Regions from separate parts of the Sus scrofa genome. Here region 1 is linked to region 2. The links are chromatin contacts, called in public HiChIP or PLAC-seq maps. All regions are on one chromosome and are shown on one strand. The core of a region is the stretch at or near the end of the contact, and the rest is flanking DNA. Distances in the headings are between cores, read along the strand shown.

What was found. HiChIP or PLAC-seq counts read pairs in DNA pulled down with a chosen protein or histone mark.
Region 1: an H3K27ac HiChIP or PLAC-seq map of skeletal muscle shows a contact between it and region 2. The contact joins the promoter of MFSD14A here to the enhancer-like site in region 2. A contact is called at or near these places in 6 of 47 Hi-C or Micro-C datasets (heart right ventricle, liver and skeletal muscle) and 2 of 2 datasets of contacts at active chromatin or transcription factors (alveolar macrophages and skeletal muscle).

What each region holds. Positions count from the first base shown.
Region 1 is chr4:118,087,974-118,092,423 of Sscrofa11.1, reverse strand. It overlaps MFSD14A (hippocampus abundant transcript 1 protein), which reads left to right and starts at 2,050. Exons shown (of 13, transcript XM_013997351.2): 1 at 2,050-2,289. The coding sequence starts at 2,206.
Region 2 is chr4:118,047,737-118,052,545 of Sscrofa11.1, reverse strand. It overlaps SASS6 (spindle assembly abnormal protein 6 homolog), which reads right to left. Exons shown (of 17, transcript XM_021090148.1): 17 at 3,417-4,809. MFSD14A (hippocampus abundant transcript 1 protein) reads left to right here. Exons shown (of 13, transcript XM_013997351.2): 11 at 717-880; 12 at 2,075-2,087; 13 at 2,090-3,452. The coding sequence ends at 2,280. Among named protein-coding and RNA genes, the nearest start is that of MFSD14A, 40 kb to the left of the region's middle. Within about 2 kb of position 2,190, at least 20 of the 83 cell types and tissues checked have an H3K27ac peak or open chromatin away from gene starts, as enhancers often do. A contact at or near this core is called in alveolar macrophages, liver and skeletal muscle, where this site is marked.

The sequences.
Region 1 (4,450 bases), core at 801-3,300, 40 kb before region 2:
CCATCCACCCAAAACAAGCTCCTGGGGATTTAGCTATGAAATCTATCTCATCGTACTTTCTCTAAAAAGCTTCGAGTTGGAGTTCAAGTAAATATTTTCAGTAAGAGAATATTTTTAAACAAATGTTGAATTTACTTATTGATGGAAAAACATAATTTGAAGTATGAGGCTAAAATCCCTTTCTTCTCCCTTCCACGGAAATCGGTTTGTTTTCTATTTCTAGTCAGTTATGGAAATAGAAAAAAGAAAATCAATCCAATTTTATTTTGAAATAACTCTAAACTTACAGAAAAATTGTAATAATAATCCAAAGAAGATATTCTCTTTACCCTGTGTGTTAGTTATCTATAGCTGTGTGCCAAATGACCCCCATGCTTAGTGGCTTAAAACAACTACTTTTATCTTACAGTTTCGGAGAGTCAGGAAACCAGGAGTGGCCAACTTGGGTAGTAGTCCTAGATCAAGTTCTCCTGCAGTTGCAGGCAGGTTGCTGGCAGGTGCTGCTGTCAGCCAAAGGCCTGACCAGGACTGGAGGACTGGCTTCCAGCACCACTCACTCACGTATTTGCTGGTAAGAGGCCTCCGTTCCTGGACACAGGACCTCCCCACAGGCTGCCTAAGTGTCCTCGTGTCTTGGTGGCTGGTTTCCACTAGGCTTGGGCCCTGAGAAATGAGGAAGACAGAGCCAGTGGGAGGATGGAGTACTTTCTATGACCTACACTATGAAGTCAGCGCTGTCACTTCCATCATATCCTGTTAGATAACAGTCACTAACCCCAGCCCACCCTCACGAGGAATTAGACTCCACCTCTTCTAGAAAAGAATATCACTCAACTTGTGAACATATCTTAAAACCACCATACCCAAATTTACTATTTTTTTTTTCAACATCTTTCCGTTCTGCTTCATCATTCTCTTACCCTTTCCTCACATACTTATTTCCTAACTATTTCAGAGCAGGTAGCAAGCTCCACATCCCTTCTCTCCTAAAGGCTTATATTCCTTCAGGAAAAGGATAGTCTTTTTTTTTTTTTTTTTTTTGCTTTTTAGGGCCCCTTCTGACATTCCTTTTTTTTTTTTTTTTTGTCTTTTTTGGGCCACACCCACAGCATATGGAGGTTCCCAGGGTAGGAGTCTAATCAGAGCTGTAGCTGCCAGCCTACACCACAGCCACAGCAACGCGGGATCCGAGCCACGTCTGCGACCTACACCACAGCCCACGGCAATTTCGGATCCTTAACCCACTGAGCGAGGCCAGGGATGGAACCCGCAACCTCATGGTTCCTAGTCGGATTCATTAACCACTGAGCCATGATAGGAACTCTACAAAATTGATTGTTAAACAATACAGGCAGCGGGCTACAAAGTGTGACTTAGGTTATGTAAGGTTTTGTTTTTCTCTTTTAGGGCCGCACCTGCAGCGTATGGAGGTTTTCAGACTAGGGGTCAAATTGGCGCTGTAGCTTCTGGTCTACACGGCAGCTCACAGCAACGCTGAGCCTTAACCCACTGAGTGGGGCCAGGTATTGAACCTGCGTCCTCATGGATACTTGTCAGATTCATTTCCACTGAGCCCAGACGGGGACTCCGGTTATGTAAGTTTCTATCAGCGGAGAATAAAGAAAAGGTGCTTCGGTTGAGCTCTAGGCCGCTCCCGCCCCCAGCACCAGAAAGACAAAAAATTGTTTATGAAAACTCAGCTTATTTCTGGGAAACTCTGAACCGTTTCCTTCGGCTCTGGTCTCGGTTAGAACACAGCTGTGGACGGCCCAGAGAGTCTACTCGTCTGGTTAAAATTCCAGTGCAACCGTTTCTCGGCTCTTTCCAGGAGCAGGTAACTTTTAGAAATGTCCAATTCCTCCTCCGTTACGGGGAACTTCCGCGGGCCCCAGCGCCCGGGCGGCTGCGAGGATCCAGCGAGCTGGTGAGCGGCTCGCTCCGCCCGGGATCGCATAGGCGCGCGCCGCCCCCCGGCGGCCGAGCGGGCGGAGCGGCGTCACGTGGGCGGGGCGGCGTCACGTGGGCGGGGCGGGCTCGTCGGCCGATCGCACGATGTGACGCGCCGCCGGAGGCAGGCCGGGCCCTCAAGATGGCGGCGGGCGCCCCGAGCGGCTCGGCCCGGCAGTAGTGGCGGGACGGCACTCGCCGCTGGGGCCGGCCGCCCCGGGAGTGGCTGCAGCAGCGCCAGGAGTCGAGGATGGTAAAATGACCCAGGGGAAGAAGAAGAAACGGGCCGCGAACCGCAGTATCATGCTGGCCAAGAAGATCATCATTAAGGACGGAGGCACGGTGAGCCGGGGGTACCGCGCCGGGGAGGGTCTTGCGGGGCCCGGATCTCTCTCTGCCCCCGCGCTGCCCCCTGCGGCCGCCCCTGGGTGCCCTCCGCCCTCCCTACCCTCCCGCGGTGCCGCTGTCTCGGGCTCCCGGGCCCCCGTGCCTCTGCTCCGGGGGCTTTCCTCTCCTCGCCGGCCTGCGGCCTCCGGGCCGGTCCTCTCGGATGGTGAAGCCGCTCGCCTCTCCCGCACCTGCCGCCCTCTCCGCCGTCGCCCCCGGAGGCCCTGCGGCCCCGAGCCCCCCGCGCTCCTCCTCCGCGGGCAGGGATCGACGCCGGGCTCCGTCGCCGGCCGGCCCACCGTGTCGCCGGGGCGGTGCTGGTGCCGCCCCCTCCCCCCCGCCGTCCAGGCCCCGCGGCCGGGGGCAGTCCCTGCCCTCCCATATGCTGCTAACGGGGTGGCATCTGGCGCGGCGACCCCGGCGGGGCCGGGTCGTGCGCTCGCTCTCTCCTTCCCGGTCCTGGGTCGGTGCTCCTGCCCTTCGCTGCCTGCTGTACGGTAAACACCGTCGGAAGGTGGGCTTCCCCCTGACTTCCCGCAGCAGGAGCGGGACAGAGGACACCTGGGCCTAGACCTGAATCTGCTGGTTTTCACAGGCCAGTCCTCACCCCCGGGCTTCAGAAATCACCTGGTGTATTTTAAAACAAAAAAGACTAGATGGAGTTGTGGCCTGAGGATTGGAAGACCGATTGAGGGCGAGACAAAATTTGTGCTTTTTAGAAACAGTTGTCGTCACAGTAAACTTTATGCATCGTGGTGTCGTTAACCAGCAGGGGACGTAGGCCTCTTAATTGAAAATAACGCGCCTGTACTTTTTTTATGCTGAAAATTCTCCATTGCTACGCTCTCTAGTCTTTGTTGCCTTCTTTGATATCATGTTCTGAAATAGAATGGAAAAGTGAAATGCATATGTCACTTCTCCGAGAAATAGGCAGAAATGGTTCCTTTTCCCCCCATATTTGCTTATATTTTGTTGGAGCCCTCAACTACTAGCACAGGGCTAAATATGTGAGGCTTTGCTGTATTCATTTGAAATGAAGAACAACTTTCTTTCGACATTTCAGAATATGTCCCAGTCAGTCTGCTAAAATTTAGAAAACTTGGGACATATGGAACAATTTCAGCATATACTTTTACTTAACTGTCAAATGTATAGATGTCATAACTTTGACATTTAGTGAAAAAAGAAGCTTTGAAATTCAAGTCCTCAAATTTTGTTGTATTTGATTAATTAAAACATTACTTTGATTAAATCAACTGTGAATTGTCATGGCTCTTTTGACCAAGTTGGTCAGAACTACTATGTGAGGAAAGAAATAGCATGAAAGAATACTGATTGCCTTTGTCAGTCATAGGGACTTGATATTTTTCATTCTTCATAAAAACCCACAAAATAGAATCGGCAAAGGATTGTATTTTGTAAAAGCAAGTGATACTTAAGATCAGTATCTTTTACAAGAGATAAGAATGAATCTGTGATCAAGAAACACACCTTCCGGTTTCCTTGTTAAGTTCAGTTTTATTTCTGTCTCTGGAGGTTGTTGTTTCTGTTTTATTAGCTTTATAGCAGTTAAATCCTGTGAGATTTGGAAGAGGTTATTTTAACTTTTTTTTTATCTTGTGATTTATTAAAGTTGTGGTGAATTCATAGCTTGCTTTTGGACATAAAATTGTTTTTTACCCCAGCAATATGTTTTTAAGAGGGGACATAGAATAAATGAGAGCTACTTTTGAGGGCTGTGGGCTTGGGGTATTATCATTTGTTACCTTTGTACGTTTATGCTGAGCTTTCCATTCTAAGATCACTGGACACCTCTTTAGAATAGGGACTATGCACAGCTTTTAATTCTGCAGGGCCTACTGTATGAATTTAAACTGATAAAAACACATTTAAATTTTTTAAATGTTGAGTAGCACATTCTTAAGACGATTTTTATTTTAATTTTATTTATTCCTACATATAATCAGGGGATAGTTATATTTCTAAAAGTGCCAGGGTAATTTTTTGCAGTACATGTATGAAAATACAACTGTTATGGGCATAAAAATAGTTTTTAACTGGCATTTGCTTTTCTGCCTCTCTGCTTAAAATTGGTCAGACTGCTGTTAAGAACATC
Region 2 (4,809 bases), core at 941-3,440:
GCTGGCCTCCTATGTCCACGAACCATGTATTTATATCATGTAGGCTGTGACGTGCTCACAGACAAGCCTTTCATTAACTTGTATGTCTCAGTTATCTAAAGACATACAGAACATTGATTTTTTATTGTCTTGTGGTAGGAACGCTTAATTCTGAAAGTGCTAACAGGTGAGGAATAATTATTTGAAAAGCCTATTAATTATTCAAAAAGGTTTTGAAGTCATAAGGAAAAAAGGGGGTGTTAAGAGTGGCAATTGTTACGTGATGGATAAAAAAGGAAAGGCCTGTGTCCAAAAGCAAGTTGAATTTTAAATTTGGGAGAAGATCCCAGAGATTTAAAAAAAAAAAAAAAATCAAACCCTATAAAAAGGAGCTACAGTTGACTAAACAAAGTAGCCGCCTGGGGACAGAGTTTTTAACAATTGTGCTTATGAACTCATGCCCGATCTTAGCCCAGATGTTTTAAAGGAAATAATGTGACCTTGCTCACTTGTTTCTCTGTTAGACCTGTGTCTGGGTAGAGCTGAGCTTACTTTTGTATCCAGTAGCTCACCGTATACTTTGTAGAGCTGATTGCTTCTAAATGATGTTTGATGCCATTGCAGTGAGTTGCTAGAGTCTGATAAAAGCTTTGGTTTTGGAATAAATGACTTCATGTTTCTATCAGTTGTTGGGTAGGGAAATTAACGGTACACTAAATAATGTTTCAACAATACAGGTGTTGTTCAAGGAATGATAACAGGAATTCGAGGATTATGCAATGGTCTGGGACCAGCTCTTTATGGATTCATTTTCTACATATTCCATGTGGAACTTAAAGAACTGCCAATGACAGGAACAGACTTGGGAACAAACACAAGCCCACAGCACCACTTTGAACAGGTAATTATAAAAAACAGAGTTCGTTTGGCCGGATTGAAAGATGTTTTTAGTCATTAAAGCTTTTTGAGATTCTTATAATTTTAGATGGAATAAAAACACTTTAAAACCAAAGCCTAAGAGACTTAGGTCCTCCTATATACAAACTTCTTTGTAAAACTGGCTGTGCTTTCCTTTTTTCCCTGCATGATTAAATTACGTGTTCTCGATTGGCGTATTATACCAGATGGCACAGGGAACAGCCGTTTGCCTGCACTCCTGCTTGTCTTTCATTGAGACTTCCGGAATGCTAGAATTCCCTGCATTAGGTCTGCCTTCTGTAGGCCATTCACCTGCTCCACCCACCCCCCTCCTTCCTCACCAGCTGAAAACGTTCATTGCAGAACTTCCTCATTTTAGCCAATACAGACAACTCAGGAGCTTCCTTGTATTTGGCAGGGTTCTACACTACTCTTCTAGCCAGCTAGGACTACTTTTAAATAAAAAAGAATGTTTGCGTGTGGGCTCTACACAGGGCAAACTGGCAGCGCAAGTTTTTGCTAAGAATGAATGTAACTTGGGGCTAGAACAAGAGACTGATTGTTTTCATGGCAACAGCATTATTGGTGGTTTTGTTTTGTTTTTCCAGTCACTAGACAATATAGTTACCTTTTAAACAAAGAAAATGATCATTGTTTCTGCTACTTGTACTTAAGCATACTATACTGTATGCTACTTGATTTTACTATTGATAGCAGTTTTCCTCTTGACCTAAAAAAATTAAGGGTCATAGAATATGTTCAGATCTTGTGCTGCAAGTGACAGTATATTTCTGCGTGTTCTATTTAAGAACATCTTTTGGCTGTTTCTTGGGTCAGCTGTAATCCCCCAGAATTTTGTATTGGAAGTATGATAGTGGGAGTTCCCATTTTGTGGCACAGTGGAAACAAATCTGATTAGTGTCCAGGAGGATGCTGGTTTGATCCCTGGCCTCGCTCAGTGGGTTAAGGATCCGGTGTTGCTGTGGCTATGGTGTAGACCGGCAGCTGCAGTTTCAGTTTGACCCCTAGCCTGGAAACCTCCGTATGCCATGGGTGTGGCCCTAAAAAGACCAAAAAAAAAAAAAAAAGTATGAATGCTATCACTAAAAGATAAGCAGTGACTTCTCATGAGCAAGGACGTCTGTGCAGAGATCCTAATTATTGTTCTCTTCCTCAGAATTCCATCATCCCTGGCCCCCCTTCCTTTTTGGAGCCTGTTCAGTACTGCTGGCTCTGCTTGTTGCCTTGTTTATTCCGGAACATACCAATTTAAGCTTAAGGTCGAGCAGCTGGAGAAAGCACTGTGGCAGTCACAGCCATCCTCATAGTACACAAGCGCCAGGAGAGGCCAAAGAACCTTTACTCCAGGACACAAATGTGTGACACCGCAATCAGGAAGACTTCTCTCAGCACCCAGGTCTTAGTTTCACCTGCAGTTCTGGACCTACATTCCATTTCCATCCGCAATGTTCTCTGAGGTTGCCCTAAAGAAATGTATCTGCATGAACTCCGTGGGAACTAAAGACAGAACCGGACAGTTTTCCAAAGATGTTACAATTTCTTTTGAAAAGAAACCTTTTGTTTATTAGCACCAGTTTCTTGCCACTAAGCTGTTTCTTTTATTATACATCCTTTAATTAAAATTAAAAACTATATATGTAACTTCCTAGATACTAGCAACGTCTCTGCTACCATTTCCTTCAGGTGTTGAGCTTTAACTCTATTTATGCTGACTCGCAGTGAGACAGAGTAGGTAGTATGGTGTGGACCTATTCATTTTAACATTGTAAAATCTTGAGTCAGATTTTAATATTGTAAAATCTTGGGTCAAATAATTCAAAGCCTTAATGCAGATGCACTAAAGTAAAGAAATGGTAAACAAATTGTTTGCATTTAAAAAACAAAACTCTTAAAAGAGTATAACTAAATCTGAATCATGTTTCAAGCTTGTTTGTAGTCATTTTATTTTAAACATTATTCACTACTGTTTTTGAAATGAGAAAATATCAGCCATTTAGAATTTAAACTGGGGTGTTTGGAGCCTGTAAATCTAACTGCTGGCTCGAATTTGTTCCCCAGCTACTTATACCACTATACTTTTAATGTTTGCATAATCATAAAAAAACCTCAACACTTGAATACATAATCTAAAAATTATATAGTAAAGCTGGTAGCCTTGAAAATGTCAATGTGATATCTATATGTAGATAAATATATATAGTGGCCTTTCAGGACTGTCACAGTAACACTTTATTTACAGAGCTAATGTTTGTCCTAAATTTTCAGGACCCTAGAAGAGAGCTTTATACAATTACTGATGTGAATTTCTCTAAAGTGTATATTTTTGTGTCCAGTTATATTATTTAAAAAAGTGTTACTTTGTAAAAATTGTACATAAAGTATTGTATAGTTTACACTGTTTTCATCTTGTGTGTGGTTATTGCTTAATGCTTTTTAAACTTGGAACATTCACTATGGTTAAATAAGGTCTTAAAAGAAATGTAAATATTCTGTTAATAAAATTAAAATATTTTAATGATTTTTTTAAAAAGAAAGTCTTGATCTTTGATTCCCTTATAAGGTTGATTTGGCTTTATTTGTTACCGTTATCATGTGTACAGTAACAAATCAAAGCATTATACCTTCTTTTGAATCCATTTCATTTCCCTCATTTAATAAAATACTTTGTAGGAAGACAAAAACAAATTTTCTAAGCATAGGTGTTGTAGGTCAGTCCTGTTTCTGTTTTTATATGCTGTTTACATGTTATACTCCCCCCAAATATTAATACTTTATTAACAAAGCTCACAGTTTACAGAAATACAAAATGTAACATTTTGATTATTAACACATATACAATTGTACACAGCAAAACAGTATCAAATAAAAGTTTTAAGAGGTAGAGCAAATAGCACACTCAAAAGTCTGTATATATACATTTAATACAAAAATATCTTTATCTTTTGGAAATGCTCCCAATTTTCTATGTATTGATATGGAAAAGGATATCTCGGGGATTTTTTTGTCTCTTTAGGGCCACACTCGAGCCATATGGAGGTTCCCAGGCTAGGGGTGGAATTGGAGGGCCGGCCTATGCCACAGCCACAGCAATTTGGGATCTGAGCCGCATCTGCGACCCTACACCACAGCTCACGGCAATACCAGATCCTTAACTCACTGAGCGAGGCCAGGGATCAAACCCGCGTCCTTTGGATGCTACTCGGGTTTGTTAACTGCTGAGCCACAACAGGAACTCCAGGATATCTATATTTTTAAAGAAGAGCTACCTGTATCATGTATCCTATCCAAACCCTTGTCACAATGTTTTATAGTACGTACAGTACATATTATTTACAAGAATGATTCCAGTATTGCCAAGAAGTTTCAAAAACTCCAGAGTACCAGTGCTTTCAAGTTAACTATAACTGAGTATTCTTACTAATACAGTACATCTAAATGACAACTACATAAAAAGTCACTTCCTAATAATGGTTGTTAATTTTTTTAGATTAAGATAGCTTACAAGTTGCCAGAGGAGTTCCAAAGTATCCTAAGACTCAATACTGTGGCTTCATAAGAAAAAATTAGCAAACATTCTTTGTCTTACCATGGAAGCCAGTAACAATGGTATGTCACTGATATATTGAAATGTCTCATTCCTCATCTGTGTAATTCAATCCTTGAGAATAACTCCTTAAAAGAGCACATGAGCATTAGCAATCTCTGCAAATAAAAACTGACATAGAGGTTTCTTAAGAGAATGCTATTCACTATTGGATAGTTGTCAACAAGAAAACAAAATGGGACACTAATTCTGGGTAAAACTTTTAAAATCACCTCATTTTTTCAAGGAACAATTCTTAACTTGAACCTTCTTAAAACTATTAATTATAGGTGAGAGAAGAAAGTTGT